2 separate regions of the Scleropages formosus genome follow, and region 2 is linked to region 1. Evidence: chromatin contacts called from public Hi-C data. All regions are on one chromosome and are shown on one strand. Each heading gives the region's core, a stretch centred on a gene start, on an enhancer-like site or on the middle of the called end of the contact. The rest is flanking DNA. Distances are from core to core; before and after follow the strand shown. Region 1 holds the start of LOC108924755 (interferon alpha-6-like). Region 2 holds the start of kansl1a (KAT8 regulatory NSL complex subunit 1a).

Region 1 (2,700 bases), core at 75-2,574:
GATTTCCCATGAACTGATAATGTTTCAAGTAATAGACAACAAAACAATTATGTGAATTAATTTATTCAAGCAAAAGCTGTTGTAAAAGAAGGTAAAAGATTTTCAAATACAAAACATTTTCATAATAAAAATGTTACTTAAATACTAAATAAATAGATAAAACACTGGAGAGACAAATCATAAATAAATAAATCTCAATACTAGGAAAACTCATTTTAAAACATAAAGGTCACATTTCATGAGGATACAGGAGGTTACAGTCAAGAAGAGAGTTTGTGTGAGATTCATGGCCACAGAAAGTCAGCGCTGTGTTCCACGATGAAGCGCAGAGTCCGCTCTAGTTCTTTTCGGACAATTTCCCACGCGCAAAAGCTGTAATTCTGAAAGCATCAAGGTACAATGGCAAGGAATGCGTCACACGTTACATATTATACATGTTATTATTAGTTGTTGTTGTTGTTACTAGGATACATGCATACCTTCTCTTGTAAAGTAGTGTCCAGCTTATCAAAGTAGGTTTCCACCAGCTTTGCTCTCTCGAGGAAATGGCTCTTGGCCTCATCTCTCAGGCCCTGGAGTCTCTCCGCCTGAAATGGACATGAAAAGAGCGCAGAACGGAGTTATTCTCAGCAGCGGAAGGTGTATGCAAGTAACGGCCTGTTGCTGGAGAAAACGGGTGCTGGACTTGAGGCACAGCGGGCTATGATGCTCACTTACACAGTGGCCTAAGTCGTCTGAGAGCCGATAAACCTCACTCTGAAAGTCCTCGAGCGCCTTGGGCTCCCACTCGGCGGGCAGATCTCTGTCCCCGAAGAGAGAAGTGATGCTGCTGAACGTTTCATTGATGAGCATCGTCAAGACCTTCTGCTGGAACACACACAATGTCATTTCACACAGTGTCCAACAGCACCCTCTCTCTCTCACACACACACACACACACACACACAAAATCTATGGTTCGTCAATGTCACATATCCGAGATGCGAGGGGAAAAATGAAGGTTCATCACGAGCACATGCATGGACGCACGGACGTTCTTACCGCATCGGTGCCATCAGAGCGGAAAGCGACCGCAGGGAATGGGACCATGACGTTGTCTTTGATGCATTTCCGTGGGAAAGGTCCTCCCTGAAGCACAAACACACGGATGGAAACACACCGCAGCCCTGGGCCCCGCCGGAGACCCTCACCGCTATAGACGCCCGACTCACCATGCTCCTCAGGAGCTCGTGGCTTCTTTTTACCAGGTTCCCGTTGAGCTGACAAGTGATGGGCAGCGAGGTGGTGTGTGACACACAGAGGATCACACACACCCAGAGGGACATCGGTGAGCTCTTTGGTGCCATTCTTCAGGTGGAAGGGGACGGATTGGAAGGCAATGAATTCGGGACTGATGCGTTTCGCCTCGTTATACCTTCAGTCCTTGTGAGATGTGATTTTGCTCCTGCCTGGCCCTCTTCCATTTATATGTGTACTCTCGAGCCATCTATGAAAAGTGAAAGTTTCGTTTTTTACTTTTCTTTTAATTATTCAGAAAAAAACCGCAAGATTTCGGTGAATTTCGGTTTTGGAGCCGGGAGGCGCCAACCGTCCGGGACAAATCGGGTTTTCCACCGCTCCGTTTCCGCACAGGGAAACGGGTACCTGTGGCACTGTGCAGGGCTGTCACTGAGCTCACGTGTAGGACACGTGGTCCTCACAGGTGCGCAGACCGTACTGCGTGTCCCCGCCTGTCCCCGCGTGTCCCCCTCCCTCTGCACCTTTTTTCCACATCTCACCTGCCACGGACAGCAGGACATGATGATGTGGGACATGATGATGTAGAGCTATAAATAACGAGAAGGAAACGACGCTCTGTCGTGGACATGAAGAATAACGGAATCTGTTCATTCATTGTTCTCAGGAAAAGAGAAGCGTACACTTTATTAATATTTGCGTTATTAATACTATTATATGTTCCAAGTATGTTATAAATACACCGTAACCAAAAAGGTCAAGGCAACTATCGAATCTTTTTTTTCATCTTACGTTTGATTTGATAGAAATTAATTAGAATAAAAAGGAAAGAAGTACAATTAGTGGCGATGTGACGGAATTGATCAAAAGCCGCGTTCGCCGAAAGCGCGTTTAACACAAATTCCTGCCGCGTCTTTCTGAAAATTCAAACAGAAAGAAAGGATCCCTTCTGATAGTCCGCATGTACATATTAATTAAAAGATAAAAACGCAGGTACTCCTCTTATTTAATCATGTCAGCGTTTATGTACGTATAAAGAAATTATTACTAGGAAGGTGATGAAGAATCGCGGATATTCGGATAAGATTTACGCAGCTACTCGTGCGATGAACATGGGTTCAGCTGGTGGAAAGAAACTAACTGTACTTAAGAATCACACGTCTCTCTTTCTACTAATGTAATCATGAACACATTGTTTGTATTTTCTATGAGATATTCGTCGCTTTGAGAAAAGTGTCTAATAAACGAATAAATTAATACATGATCTAAATCTAAGTAAGTGTAAAAAAATTATTTGGTTTCAACTTTATATACTGAAGTAATTTTCCTTTTCGGCAATAAAAAAACATTGCTCAAATGAAATATTAGTGAGAATATAAACGTTCACTTAGATGAGTACGAGTGCAGTATTTCCGCTGAATATACAGTATGTGAAGTGACACAGCAAAGTGTAACAAAGTGTAA
Region 2 (2,700 bases), core at 131-2,630, 160 kb after region 1:
GGTTCTCCCAACGCGCGCGTCCTATCGAGTCACAGGGATCAGACCATCTTGGTGCCGCGCCCTGCTGGTTCAGCTCATGGTAACGCTCACGAAGCCTCCTCGTTTCATAGTTTCCACTTATTTCCCAAGAAAATATCTGTTCAGTGTGCCTGTTACATGCAGCCAACGAGCCGCTTTATTGATGCCCACTTAGCATCGGATTACGGAAGAGAGAAAAACAAAAAAGGCACGGAGAACCAGGTCCCTCCACTGGTTCGTGGGAGAGCAGTGCACTGACGGGACTTGAGCGTGAAGGGTGGTGAAGGCACGCCCCCTGGCGCTCGTAAGCGCACATACATGCTGAGGCCCGCTCATGCGTTGTGCCCACTAGGCTTCGTTACTTAGTTAACTGGCTCACTTGTCTCCACTGCTGTTCATCTGTTACCACGTTTACCGCAGTGGCTTCACAGCAAGTACACCGATTGTACTCTGCAATCATGCGTCTGCATCCAAAGCTCTCCTCCTGCACACGTACCGCACTCTCGGTGCCGTTCTCAGAGACGTACAGTACCTCGCGTCAGACAAAAGGCAAGTTGTGTGTAATACGAGTCCAGTCTCTCAACGGAAGCGCCGTCTCCACGTTAAAACGCGGTAAATGCCACAATAAAGAGGCCACTGAGTCAAGGAAGCTGGTAATGTAGGGGTTGGAGCTGCTGCCCTTGCTCACAGGTTTGAGTCCCACCTCCAGCTCTTGTACCCTTGATCAGGGTACATACCCTCAACTGATGCAGTTCAAATAACCCAGGTAAACAAATAGGTAAATCAGTGGAGAACCTTAACACTACTTTGGAAAACTGCGTTGTAAAAAGGCGTCAGGTACATGTATAACTGTAAGCAGTTTTCCTGTCTTCATTTCCAATGTGGTGACCGCATGGCACAGACTGGAAAACTGCGTTCAGCAGCACTCTGGTGCAGCTCCTCGCTCTGTGTAAGCGTCGTTAATGCAAGTAACTCGTTTGTGACTAGAAAGATCCAGCTCGTTTGTTTTCCTACCTGCACCTCAGAGTCCATCTTCCAGAGATGCGCACAAAGCGTAGCGCTTTTTCTGCCGCTCTGATGAGTGGAGCTGCTGCGCTGTTGGATTGCTGGGAGTGGGACCAGCAATGTCCTGCAGAAGGAACAGAGACACAAGGAGAGGGTCAATGAGAAACACTGCGACTGCCATCTAATCTGGTCAGAAAACTGGACAACATGGGCCTTGATTCTTCTCTGTGCTCACGGGTCATGAACTTCTTCACAGACTGATCACAGGAAGTCTGAGTTGGTAACCACATCTCCTCCACCCTCATCCTAAACACAGGAACCCCAAAGCATTGTGTGCTGAGGCCTACGCTCTTCACCCATGACTGCACCCCCCTCCACACCTCCAATTCCATCATTAAATTTGCACACGACACCACAACAATTGGGCTGATCTCAGACAATGAAGAGATGGCCTATAGGCTTGAGGTGGAACATCTGGTTGAGTGGTGTAAGGATAACAACCTGGTCCTTAACACCTCTAAGACAAAGGAGATGGTTGTGGACTTCAGGAGAACAAAGGAGATAGACCACCTCCCCCTCCACATACATGGAAAGTGTGGAGAGCCTAAAGTTCCTTGGAGTCAATGTAGTCACCATATTTACATTTACGTTTATATTTATTCCATTAGCAGATACATCTATCCGTACAACTCGGAAAAAGGAATTTGACCCCTTCAGCTACAGGAGGCCCATGCAGAGAGATGGGGAAGGGGGATATATGGGAGCGCTTTCCTAGGTCAAACACAATTCATACCGTGGTACAGCGTATGGGCTGAAGAGGTTTGATGGCAGTAGCTCGAAGGCCAGAGAGGACAGAGTTTCAGTAGACCAGGTGGGGTATTTCACCATGGTCTGGACCATGAGTTTTGCAGGAAATATCTGCAGATCCAGTTGTGGGTTCAATATGTAGAGAGAAGGAGAGACTCGAGTCAGTCGTTGCACCCAGGTTCTTAGTTGATAAGCAAGGTGAAAAGAGCGAGTTGTCCAGTTTTCATACAGAGTTCTCGACAGGAGGACGGACCAGCTGGGAGGTGAAGGATGTCTTTTGTGGAGAAGGGTTGAGTTGTACGTGATGATTAGACATTCGGGCGGAGAAGTATGAGGGACAGGCAGTGATGTGCGAGGAAACGGCTGCAGCTCCAGGTGAAAAGGAGAGGAAGAGCTGGGTATCATCAGCATAGCAGTGGTATTTGAATCCATGGGAGGTGATGACCGGACCAAGGAAGGAGGTGTAGATGGAGAAGAGCAGAAGACCCAGTACCGAGCCCTGTGGGACACCAGTTGAGAGAGGCAGAGGAAAAGAACGAGAGCCCTGCCAGACCACTTGATAGGATCTGTCAGATAGGTAGGGTTCAAACCATCTTAGTTCTGTTCCTTTGATCCCAAACTGGTTAAGAGAGGAGAGTAGAATCCAGTGATTGACAGCGTCAAACGCTGCAGAGGAGGATGAGGACCGAGGAGAGGGAGGCCGCTCTAGCCGGCCGAAGAGCATCTGACACTGCGAGGAGAACTGTCTCGGTGGAGTGTCCAGCTTTGAATCCAGACTGACACCTGTTGAGGAGATCATTCTGGGTGAGGAATTCAGACAGTTGATCACAGGTTGACCGTTCCACAGTTTTTGACAGAAAAGGGAGGAGG

Evidence for each region. Hi-C and Micro-C count contacts between places; a contact is called where the count stands out from the background.
Region 2: a contact with region 1 is called in a Hi-C map of muscle, with 17 times the contacts expected there. The contact joins the promoter of kansl1a here to the promoter of LOC108924755 in region 1. A contact is called at or near these places in 2 of 2 Hi-C or Micro-C datasets (both in muscle).

What each region holds. Positions count from the first base shown.
Region 1 is chr3:402,675-405,374 of fSclFor1.1, forward strand. LOC108924755 (interferon alpha-6-like) reads right to left here and starts at 1,325. Exons shown (of 5, transcript XM_029250089.1): 1 at 1,212-1,325; 2 at 1,030-1,128; 3 at 718-867; 4 at 480-587; 5 at 285-380. The coding sequence starts at 1,325. The coding sequence ends at 285.
Region 2 is chr3:559,797-562,496 of fSclFor1.1, forward strand. kansl1a (KAT8 regulatory NSL complex subunit 1a) reads right to left here and starts at 1,381. Exons shown (of 15, transcript XM_029250252.1): 1 at 1,033-1,381.